Linked DNA regions of Rattus norvegicus: region 1 is linked to region 2. Evidence: chromatin contacts called from public Hi-C data. All regions are on one chromosome and are shown on one strand. Each heading gives the region's core, a stretch centred on a gene start, on an enhancer-like site or on the middle of the called end of the contact. The rest is flanking DNA. Distances are from core to core; before and after follow the strand shown.

Region 1 (6,175 bases), core at 1,738-4,237, 68 kb after region 2:
ACTGGAGGGCCCAGTCGATCCTGCTGACAGCTGGCAGGGGCAGAGTTCCCACGTTAGACTGGGGTGCGCAGGGCAGTTCTAATCCTTGTCTCCCCGCCACCTGGCCTGCTGTAGCCACTGCCAGGACCTGCTGGTTCCGGGTAGGAGCGGTGTATGTGTTTACTAATTAATTACTTTCCCTACTTGAGAGAAAACATTGGCGAAGCAGGAATTCCAAGACTACAGGCCCGACTCCTTCCTTCCCGGAGATGCCTGGGCCCTGGTGTACTCTGCACTCACAGGCTGACCATCAAGGCATCGTTTCCCCTGTGGTTATCAGTCTCATGGAGATCTCTTGCTGCTTTAAAAGCAAACTGTGATGGCGAACTGTCCTAGTCTCAAAAAAGTAAAGATGAAAAAAAAGAAGAAGAAAACAAAAACAAACACAACAGCAAAAACCAAACCAGACCCTAGTCTTATTCTTGTTTTATTACTCCAAAATTAAGTTTGTTAAAATAAATATAAGAACTTGAGCTGTGAGACAGGAGCGTGACTCTTCTGCACTCAGGGTGGAGGGAAAGCATCATCCTACACGTTGTTCATTTTTATAATGAGGACCACAAGACATGCAGAGGAGATCCCTGGACCTTTGGAAATCAAAATGAATGTGCATATTTTGCACTCGCTGCAGTAATTACTCTGCCGCGTGAGGCCCAGGGCAGGTAGCAATGTGCGGTGTCTTTCAACTTGGCGCCATCTCCAAAAACAAACAGAAAAAAAAAAACCCCCGACCTCTGACCCTGTTTTGAAGCATCACTACCCGCTTGGGTAGTGTTTGCATGCTGAAATATTTATTTCCTTCATAAAAAAATCTATCTGAATATCCAATCTCTCCGTGTCAGCCGAGGCCCTTAAGTAATTTGGGGCTATGATCTTAACACTGTAAGCTTTACCCACTTAGAGCTTTGCCGGTGAAGCCGCCTGCCTTTCTCTGCAGCAGCGCCTCATTTGCAAAACATAGCAGAGATTGGGGTGAGAGGTGAGGAAGTTTCCACAATGCACAGCCCAGTTAGGAAACTAAGTTTCTTGGGTTTAGCTTCCAAGAGAGCAGTGTTTCTAAGCTTCCTGTCGCGTGAAGAAATACATTTGCTTCGGTGTGGGTGGACAGGGCCTTGCAGGGAGCTCTGAGAGCTGCTACTATGGGACAGTACTGAGAAGGCCCATCAAAGTGGCACTCACTCCTGTGCTCGCTGTACTGCAAAGACAGGAAAAAAAACCCGGGATTCACATCGGAAGGAAGAAAAATATCTAAATTCCACAAGTACCACTGCATCATACTCGAAAGTTCTCTAGGATACTGAGTCGGCTTGAGCCACACAGCGGATCCTGTCCTACCAATGCCTTCCTTCCTAGCTGCAGGTTTGAGCAAACAGAAGAGACTCATGGGAGATCCACTGTGCCCTTTAAAAGGGCAGTTTCCAATACACAGGTGTGAATCGCAACCTTCATCCATGAATAAGGTTGACATTAATCCTGAGGTCCTTGCCAGAAGGCTTTCTAACAATGGGGTGGAGTGAGGCCCAGGATCAATGTATTAGAATTAGGCTCGTAGGAAGCACAAAAGTTTCTGTGTATGCTTTAGGGGAAATCATCTTTGAAAAATATACAGTAAATGGGAAAAAATGTTCTGTGAAAAGTGATGTAAAAACCTAAAATATAGAAAAATTCCTCACCCTGTACTGATGCTGACCGTCTGGGTGGTAGGATTAAGAGCACCTTTTTTGTGCTTTTCTATAAGTTTCATTTGTTTTTTATAATGAGTATTTTTAACTTTAGAAACAAAAGAAAATGCTGAGCATTGACAAAGGAGTAGTTGACAAGCAGACAGAGTCAGAGACTCAAAGCTGTAACTGCGTCTGGAGATGGCTGGAGGTAAAGGTCCTGCTGCCAAGCTGGGAAGCACGGTGGTCGGGGAGAACTGAAACCTACAGGTTGTCCTCTGACCTCCATATGCAGCTTTCGCCACAGTCTCAGTCTCTCCCTCCCTCCCTCTCCCCTCCCCTCCACGCACACATTGTATGAGTTTCGTTCCTCTAGAGAACCCTAATTAATACCTGTGTGACAGCAATGTATTCACTAAATTTAAAATTTCATGTTTTAGAAATATTAAGGATAAAATAATATACAAATTAGCATAAAATAAATAGAACTTCCCTGGGCTTTGTGTATTATTTTCAGTAACTTGCAAGTCTTATGATATTTCAGACATAATGTTAGAAGTCAAGTCAAGGGATGGCTCAGGGGTTAAGAGCACTGACTGCTCCTCTTCCAGAGGTCCTGAGTTCAATTCCCAGCAACCACATGGTGGCTCACAACCATCTGTAATGGGATCCGATGCCCTCCTCTGGTGTGTCTGAAGACAGCTACAGTGTACTCGCATACATAAAGTAAATAAATCTTTAAAAAAAAAGTTAGGTCAAGCAAACCTTGCACGGTGTAGAGGCACATGCTTATAGTCGCAGCAGTTGGGAGGCTGAGTGAGGAGGCCATAGGTTCCAGGCTGCCTAGGGCTACATAGTAAGACTCCATCTCAAAAAAGAATGGAGAGAGGAAAAAAGGGGGGAGGGGCAACCGTCATCTTCTGAAATGGCCACGCTGGCCTTACGTTGCCTGTGAAGGCTGGTTTTACCCAGTGTTAAATGTTCCTCTGAGAAGCGCAAGTGCAAGGCATGCAGCTGAAGTCAATTTAGAAACAGAGACACACACGGAGAGACAGATCTCTGCATTCAATACACAACTCCAGGAGGGCAGACGCCTGGGACGCGTTTCTATAAATAGTCTGACATTACTACGCAATCTTCTCTGCGTACTCGCCATGGCAACACTGCTACGGGTGATGGAAGATATGAGTGACTTTGACATTTCTGGGTGTAACTTGAGGAGATCATCTCATCATGAAGGATTGGGGTGGGACATCCTAACCAACAACTTAATATCAAACCTCACCTTGGCGCGCTAAGACAGTGCACAGTGACATTCAAGATGATCCACTCATCGCCGCCCAATACAGCCTGCTTGTTCACAAAATGTCAGTGACAAGGCTGGGGCATTCTGACTGCTAGGCGGTGAGTCCAAATGACAAGGAAGTTTTAATACAGCATTAGCTTCATCTCCTTATATGCTAGCACCGTCCTCCAGCAGCCAGCTCGGGTGTGCATGGGTAGCCATAGGAATCAAAGGCTTCTCTTTCCTCATACAACAGATCCATTTGCAAAAGATCACAGGAAGGCAGTGTAAGCTGTGCAGGACAGGAGTTTATCCATGGGAATTCTTCCAAAAAAATTCATATTTACAAACGTTCTCTCCACCCAGGTGTGTGTGTGTGTGTGTGTGTGTGTGTGTGTGTGTGTGTGTGTGTGTAGTCTAGAGGACAACTTTTAGGAGTCCAACCCCTTTCCTCCATGTGAGTCTTGGAAAGTGACTTCAGGTTGCCAGGCTTGGCAGAAAATGTCTTTATCCACTGAGCTGTCTTGCTGGCCTCATCACGGAGAATTCCTGATGGCTTTCTTAGCTATCTTTAAAGAGCAGAGCACCCTGATTTTGTACAATACCAAGTTAGAAATTCAAAGAATCCCCTTTAATAGCTGTCGAGGTGATAGTGGCCTACATTGATGCTTTGTTCATGTTTAGAGTGGTTTTCTATAAGCTACCTCACATTCTCCTCAGCACACACCCATATAGGATTACTCATGCTTCTTCAGCATCCCACGGGTGACAAGAGCCGAGGTGTAGGAGGTAGGAGGCTTCACCATGTTGGCTAAGTTCTCAGAGTGCTGGTGCTGAAGCCATCCTGTGTTAGATGGAGAAAGTCCAGCTTCAGAGTTGACAAACCAGGTCTCTATTTCACCAAATAACACCCACACGCCTACGCATCCTACATGTGTCTGATGATGCAAATCACACACATATTTACATTTCTGGCATTTCTTGATGATGGAGAAACACTCGCTGACATTCTAGAGAGAGCCAGTGCCAAGAGCTCATCTTCACCCTTCTCGTAAGTTCATAATGCTTTGCAACTTGATGGCTGGTCCAGTCTAGTCGCTTTGCATTTACTCCAGGTAAGGTAAATTATCTACGTTTAAAACGTTCGTGTGAAACGTCACTCAACCAGGAGATGCATCTTGTTCACTCTGAACTCCAAGCTCTCTCCAGGCACTATTCTTCTGGTCTGCTCCTTCTCCTTCATTGTCTCTATGTGCCATCAGCACATCGACAGTAAAACTGACCCTCAGGAGAGATGGTGTGGGAAGCAGCATCCACGTTCCCACCATTTACCCACCAGGCTTTATTCTGTGGATGCTCAAAACCAATATATCACCTAACCAAAGAGGGACGCGTTGACTGTGCACCTGCTGCCAACAGAGATGCCACCATGTCACTGCTGGAGGCTTTAAAGAGGCATTTAGGGCAGTGACCAATTAAGACTGTTACTTCACTCCACACGAATCTGTCTGGAAGTAGCAATTAGCTCTTAAGTGGGAGTATACCTATGTAGACACGTCTGGGAGTGTGAGTGTGGCCTAGATTTGATCATGATCATTCCCAGCAGCTGAGGTGCCAATGCTCTACTGCCACTGAGGGGAGAGCATCTGGGGTCAGCGGCCTGCCGAGCAGTCCTGCCACTGCTGAACTCTGAAATGGCAAGAGCCCAGCAGCAAAAATAGCCTCCGTCCTCTGTGCCAGGCCACCTGGTTTTTGTCTATACCCAGTGGTCCCTGTTTAGCAGGGCAGGTGCCACACGGGAGGCAAAGCTCAGTTTTCTAAAACTGTTCTGTGTGAACCTAAGCTTGAACTGACGCACAGAGCAGTGCAGGTTTGTGAGGCGCTAACTCGAAGCGTCCATTAACCACCCTCCTTAGTTAAGTTCCCACTGGAGAGCTGGGATATGAGGAGACAGAAGCAAAGTTCACTCCCTCTTCTAAATGTTACCGGACCATGATACACTCTGAGTCAAAGCAGCAGCTCTACCTGGCTTTAAAGTCTCTCCTCAGCGGGGTAGAGGGTCCCTTCTGCTCCCTGTGCACTCTCATGAGGAAACCTCCTCTTAGCTAACAGTTCGCGCTCCCCCAGAAAGCTGGCTAAGGATGACAGCTGGGCCACAGGACTGACTACGCGTGTAGTATGTGTAGCCTCTGGGAACTCCAGGAGGCTCTGCCATTGAGGTTAGAGTTTGTAGCCAATGAGGACAAGTTAATGCTGAAAGGGGCCAGTGAATGCCCGAGACTCAGCTTCTATGTTCTGTGACTGCAGAAGCTGAAGGTAGAGAAGGGAGCTAGATGAGAAGTGCAGTTTACTGGATGTGCTATCAGTCCAACCTGATCAACACACTTGAGTTCTGAGCTACCACGGGATGGTGAAGAGAAACAATTCCACTTGGCGCACAGGAAGACTGAGCACTGCAGAGATGAGAACCCACTCCAGTTCCGAGAGTTGGAGGGAGATGGGATAAACAGGCGCTCTATCTTTCTTGGCTTTAGTTTCCTCTTCTAAATAAGAAGCAGTATTTGTTTATTCACAGATGACCACAAAGGTTTGAGACTCCAGGAGGAAAGCAGGCTTGGTAGCATGCACCTGTATTCCTGTTACTCAGGAGGCTGAAGCAACAGGACCGTGGGTTCAAGGCCAGCGAGAGGGATGCTGAGTTCAAAGCCACCCGGGCTACACAGTGAGAGCCTGTCTTTCAAGGAGCAAGCCAAAGTGAGATAATACAAAGCATGCATTTCAGCACTGGCTAGGTTTTTGTTGTTGCTACTATGCTACTAAACAAAGGGCAAAGCCAATGACGGAACTCCTTGCTGCCACACTGCTGGCTCAATGCCCCTTTCATCAGGCCACACTAGAGGGAACTCCAATTATACATCATCTGTAGTTACAGCATGGGCCACATGGAGAAGTGATGCAGGGAAGGGCAGAGGCAAGAGACAGAGACTGGGACATGGGAAATAGCTGTTACCCAAGGACAAAGCACCAGGAACCTTTGTTCAAATCTGTGAGACTCACAGGCTGACAGACAGCTTGTAACTGCATCAGCTGGTTCCCCCCAAAACAGACTGTCAGATTCAGCCCTGGCCTGTGGGTTAGCAGATTTGCAAGAGCCCCTCTTCAAGAAGGGGTCCTGCTTGGTGTCCGGTCC
Region 2 (6,357 bases), core at 2,678-5,177:
CTAAATTGATGGATCCCACTTAGGCTGGGAACTCTCCAGTGGGCCTTCTGCTCAAACATGTTACATCAATATTTTTGATTCCCCCGATGGTCCTGCGCAAGGTACTGGTTTAAAGAGACATCAATCTATGATGTCAGCATTTATCTAATGAACCTTCAAAAATCAATGTCCGGGATGGTCTGCTACATGCAATCCCCGGATCTGTCCACTCTCCTAGCTGTACTTGGCTAAACCTACAGCCATAATGACAGCAAAAGTGTGTCAAGCGGCCAGGCAGAATGGCTCGATGGGGTGAGACTGAGAGGAAGGGGCTGGCTTCAACCTGGAGAACTCTAAGACACAGGCATCGCCCAGGAAGCCATGGTGCTCTCTTCCTCCTCCTGCAAGGAAGAGATCTGACTTCAGAGGAGCATGCCTGCCCCCGATGGTCAGCTTCTCCTACTGTGCCCTCCAAACCCACCTCTTCCTTGATGCTTCCATCAATTTCCTGCCTTGGTCCTGACAGCTATGGTGATTTTCTGCTTCTTTTGGGCTTCTCGACTGGGGTTGCCATTTAGCTGCACTCAACAGGAGGCCATGCTCAGCTTTACCCTTGTTAGTGTCCGTGCGCAGCTCATCCCCGAGCCCTCTGTTAACAGCACTCCTTGACATAGATATATTGACACCCTAACAGGCAGAAGAGAGGGCCCAAGTTTGTCTCACTTCTTTTTGCCTCTTTAAAATAAATTGGTCTGAACTGGCTGCCATGAGGTTGAGCTGCTTCAAATGCATAACTCGGGTGGGTGACAGCACGCCAGTCACAACGCCAGCATCTGGCCTGGCCTGCCGTGGAATCTCTGCTTTTGTTTGCTGCTGCTTCTCTCTCTCTCTCTCTCTCTCTCTCTCTCTCTCTCTCTCTCTCTCTCTCTCTCTCGACCAAAACTCTTGAGAGCAGGTGGGGACCATGGGCTGTACGATGTGTTGTGTGGGCTGAATGTGCCTCTGACTCCTGTCTGTCTCCCTCACTGCGGCTTTCAGCAGCCTTTCTCACTGACTTTGAGTCCAATTAAGCTACAATGAAAGGTACCATGATTTCATTTGCTGGGATCGTCATGTTTCAGAAGTTCAGTAGCCTGAAAAATGTTCACTGTCTCTCATTAAGCAGGTTCTGGCAACTGTATGAAGTCTCTAATTTCGCTGCTTTTCCCACCGTGTTCAGCCCTGAAGATGGCTGCCTGTGGGGAGAATCCGTGCCAGCCTCGATGCTAGAAAGGGCATCCGACCCTACAGACAAAAAATTGCTTGAGAATGTCAGGCTCGACACCATGACAAACATGAGGTGTTGTGAGGATTTCTGTCAGGTCTCCAGGGCTTTCCTAGGGTGATGCTTTAGATAGGAGGTTTGAGTATGTGTGTGGGCAGGAACATTCCATGCCAGAGGACTCTGAATAGAGTGATCATGTTTACAGAAACACCAATGAAGACCTCCAAGGTGTTTTTACAAACAAACAAACAAACAAACAAACAAACAAACAAACAAACAAACAGTTCTTATTTTAAAAGCCTTGAGGAAAAAAATCACTTTCCATTTTGAAAATAAATCGAATTTTAAATTGCATCAAAAAAGCTATATAAAGTGATGTTGACCAGGGAAGGGCCACATGTGTGAGGCGGCAGAAGACTCGAAGGAGCCCTGCTTGGAGGAACAAACAGAAAAATAAAACAAGGTGACCCAGAACCCGAAACCTGCCCATTATGTGGGGCATGTTTATGATAATTCCCATTATGCTCTGGTTTGATAAGGAGATTGCTCTGCAGATGCCAGAATGACAGCTGTCACTTACTGATTGCATTCTCCTAGGTGCCAGGCACTGGGTTAAAAAAAATGTACACACATCATCTCATTTAATCCTCTCCAAAACCCGTATTTCAGGTGAGGATTCCGAGGCCCAGAGAAAAACACGGATGGCCATAGAAAAGGCCAAAAACCCAAGCCCAAGCGTGTCTAACTCTGAAGCCCTTGTCCTAAGCACGCCATTCTCTGTGGTGGTGATGGCAAAGGCTGGCTCAATCCCCACCAGATTCCCAAAATGAAAACTGGCAGGTGCATGCTGATAGAGTCATGTCCGCTCCGTGTCCCTTGGGGTGGAGATTAGCACGGCCACCGAGTCAGTTTCCACCCTGGCTAATGCATTCATTCCGGCGGACAGGGATCTTCTGCCAGTCCAGCCTTACTAATCTTCCCCAAAATACTGCTGGTGAGCTGCTGGTGAACGGGGATTTGTTTTCTACTTGCTAAAGAGGTGGCCCAGGAAAGAGAGGCAACTCGGTCACTTAACACGGTCAGTGCGGGCTATAGGCTGTCTCCTCCTAGGGAAATTCCAACTTTTAGCACTGCTTGCTCTATGTCCGATCGTGGTCTCGATAGCAGGCTTCCTCAACGCTATGCCACACCCAGGACCTTCCCAGGACCACACATCCAGGCTAGAGCATCACAGAGATACCAAGGCTTCTCTAAGTGGTAAACCCCTGGTTCTTTTAAAACACCTACTGATCTCACATGACACCTAAGAGGCAAAACATGGAATTTTCTTAGGCCCAGGGGGTGGGAAAGACCTCATCGGGTTGAGAAGGTCAAAGAGGCCTTGAGTCTGGCTAACTGTGCCAAACCCCCAAATCCTAGAAGATTAAAATGTAATCAGAGTTCCTCCTCCTAGCTCAGGGACACACAGATCTAACATTCCTGAGAGAGAGAGAGAGAGAGAGAGAGAGAGAGAGAGAGAGAGAGAGAGAGAGAGAATAAGTTTAATTAATGTATGCATAAAAATAACCATGGTCCAAAAAAAACGCTTTCATTTTCCCGGGTAATTTTTCGGGGAATGCATGAGGTTGATGTTATTACTTGGAAGATGGAAAGGTGCTTAAGCCTGCAGCAGTCAAGAGTTTACAAGACCAGGGCCTGCTGCTGCTCTCTGCCTGGCCCCGGGAAGGGTGTGATGAACACGATCTGAAATCAATATCAGGGAACAGTTACTGCATCTCAATATTATTTGCGGAGATGGGCTGCTGGAAGGACAGCGGGTAAGAGAGATATGTCAATAGCTTTAACGAAGCACTCCACAGCCATGCACAAAGGGAGGTCAAATAACTATCAGCCGACCAATCCCAATTGTAAGTAGTAAAAATGATAAAATCAATATTATTAAATAAAAAGTTAGCACTGCTATTGAACCCTCTCATGATCTTGGCAGGGCCTGGCTGCAAACGAGGGAGGCTGTTTTCCAGTCTCTTTGGCGGTAAGTGGCGAGGACTATTGAGTACCCGCACCAGGGAATTTTTCACGTGCACGCTGAGCCGAAGGAACCGCTAAACAATAGGGGCAGGTAGCTGACACCGGCCTCGGAACCAGCGATCCTTGCCAGCCAGGGCTCCACATCTGTGCTGATGCCACCGAGGCTGCATCTTTTTAAGTTGGACTTTGCCTCTCCGTCCTTCTGGGTGGCAGAGGTTGGACTAAGTCAAGGCTCTCCAGGGACAAAGAAAGGTATCCTCACCAACCTCGGGATTTAGAAATTTAACAGGAAAAAAGAAATCATGGGGCTGGGGCTGGGGACAAGGGCATTTGGCGAGCAGAGGACTGACTTTCCCTCCTTAGTGGAGATGACTGAGGGGCGCAGTCTCAAAGCCAAGACTGTGTTTCTTCCCTGATGGGGCTGATCCTGACACACAGGCAGGTACTGAGAAAGAAGCAGTCAAAAATGCCTAGGAAAGCTCTAGTCCTGCCTATAAGAAGGGGGAAATTAAAGAAATGAGAGAGAGAGAGAGAGAGAGAGAGAGAGAGAGAGAGAGAGAGAGAGAGAGAGAGGAGAGAGCGAACACAAGCTAGCCCGCCTGCCCAAAATAAAGCGAAAGCATGTGTCAGCCGCTGCCAGTGGGCGAGGTGGCATGCGCCCGCCGCTCTGACCTGCATTAAACACACAGCTGCTTAGCCTTTTGAAGGCCGAAAGTTGGCCCTGTGTTTACATTTCATAGAAGCTACTACAGAGAGTAAACAGGAACCTTCGGTGAATTATTTAGCATACAAATAAGCCGGCAAGGAAGGCTAAGTGAGCTCAGTGAACTAACTGGATTGAAATATTCATCTGTAAATAACCCTCCAATCTGGTGCTTTCACGTACAAATACTACATGGGACATTAGACACAACTAGCTTCTAGGGATATTTAGGCTCACTGGAGAGCAGTTTTATGTCCTCTGGCATCTGTGGGTAGTGATATGGACTGACTGTTAATATAACCAACATAAAATTTATGTGAACGCTCACTGAAATAGCGGCGCACTGTCAGACAGCTGGTGGCTGATGTGGAGCACATGCGGGTTTTATATGCACCGCGTAAACTAACCTTTGCAATAAAGATTTAGCAGGTTTATTAGTTTAGGAAATCGCTATAATTAAGGATAATTCATAATGGCCGCTTATCCACTCTCCAGCAATAGCTCGCTTAATTTAGGCTCCATTTCTTTGAGCCATAAATAAGTGAGCTGCTATCTTCTGCACAGATGTGGCATTCAACCTGTTCATGTTGGCTGGTTTGTGCTTGTGTTTTAATCAAAAGCATTAGTAGGTGAGGCTATAAAAAGCCCATGGTTTGAAATAAAATTAGCGAGGGCCGCATCGGCAAAGTTTATTTTTATCTACCAGCTTCCCCCCCCCCAAAAAAAAAAACAACCTCGACGCCAAAGATCTAACCTCCCCTTTCAGAGTCAAGAACGATTACAAACAAATACTCCTTTAAAGTGTAGTAAAGGGGCTTTCATTTAAAAATCCAAGGAGAGAGAAAGTGACAGAGCAATAACGTTAATGAAGGCCAGAGAAATATGAGCGTGACCTCTCTACAGTATTTCCATTTAACTGCGCATGTAATTAAAGCCTGACCTTTGCGGGTGCAGCCACTTCCCCTGTGATCCAAGCTCCTCTGCATGGAGAGGTGGACCTTTCTACAGTGCCCTGCTATCGCCTGCCTTCAGTATTTGCCAGGAGGCACGGTCACGGGCTTGCTCCCTGGTCCAGTGGATGGGGGTACTTTGTGCTGCCTCTTAACTACCCCTGATGATCTTCCTCCACACACCCTCCGAGTCTTCCTGCCAGTGTGCATTCTGCAGACAGACAGGGCATGAGTCAGCAAAAGGTAGCCAATGCCTGAACCCAGGTCCAGATTCTACACTGAACTAGCTGGTAAGCGTGCATTAGGCACGGGAAGGCACTCCTTGGCCTGGTTTGAGCTGCCTGCAAAGGGAAGCTTATGCCTCATGCATCTCCCCCAGGGGACTGCAGCGTGATTGACATGGGAATTTGAAGTTATATTAAGAGTGAAGCTATATAGAGACTTAAGATTCGCTTTGTTCTTGAGATTTTCATGACTGTGGAGTTAATCCTGGTGTAATGGAAAGGGTGTTGGTCAAAGAGTCACAGGATCGGATGTAGTCTGATCTGTGTCACTCACAGCTACCCTGCCCCCCAAGAGACAGTAAGCCTCCCTGCATTTCAGGATTCCCACATGCAAATGGGGACATTAGTACCTGGGCACCTACTTTGGGGACTAGTATTAAGAATCCATAGGACTGATGCTGACAGATACTTTCTGGGATACATTCAATGGTGAGTTCCAAGGCAAACACTCACTGCAGGTGATCCTCCAGTCCCTTGCCCCTGACCCCTCAGAAGTGGAGTTACCTTGCCCACCACTGTGCTGAGAGGAAGAAGTATGGTGCACAAGCGGCCAGCTAACTCACCCTCCAATCTGCCCCACCCCCTCCCGCATAGCTCCCGAAAGTCACTCAGAACACGGGGTGGGGGTGGGGGTGGGGCAAGGACTTGGAACAGAGCAGGAATCTCAAGCATACATGGGAAGTACAGAAATTACTTTGAGTAGCTGTGCCCAAAACTCCAAGAGAAGCATAGAGGGGAGGGTACTGGCTCAGGGTTTCCGAGGTTTGGTCCGAGGCTGTTTGGCTCCCTGAGCTTGTGTCCAACATCACTGTGGGGGTGGTGAGTGGAGGTGGTGGCTGTGTTCCTCATGTGCGAGGGAGGTACTCGACATCAATCACAACCCCCACAGGCCAGTCCCCGGCGACTTACTTCCTCTGCCTAGACCCCAGCTAATGAAGTTTCCAGAACCTTCCAAACCCAACTCCACAGGCTAGATACTAAGTATTCAATGCAGGCGTCTATGGGAGTGGGGGACACTTCATGCTCATATAACAATAGGTGCAATGCTGTGATTCCTAAGAAAGGGCAAAACACGTCATTTTAAACTATCTATTCTCTGAAATAACTTTCCTGTTCTCAGAAAGGTCTCACCTGGTGAGGAATAGTAAA

What was found. A called contact is a pair of places that touch in the nucleus more often than the background predicts.
Region 1: a contact with region 2 is called in a Hi-C map of psoas muscle, with 2.2 times the contacts expected there. The contact joins two enhancer-like sites.

Annotation. Positions count from the first base shown.
Region 1 is chr19:31,625,239-31,631,413 of GRCr8, forward strand. All of the region lies in intron 8 of Fto (FTO, alpha-ketoglutarate dependent dioxygenase), which reads right to left. Among named protein-coding and RNA genes, the nearest start is that of Fto, 240 kb to the right of the region's middle. Within about 2 kb of position 2,988, at least 13 of the 93 cell types and tissues checked have an H3K27ac peak or open chromatin away from gene starts, as enhancers often do.
Region 2 is chr19:31,556,359-31,562,715 of GRCr8, forward strand. The region is part of intron 8 of Fto (FTO, alpha-ketoglutarate dependent dioxygenase); the gene reads right to left. Among named protein-coding and RNA genes, the nearest start is that of Irx3, 170 kb to the left of the region's middle. Within about 2 kb of position 3,928, at least 2 of the 93 cell types and tissues checked have an H3K27ac peak or open chromatin away from gene starts, as enhancers often do.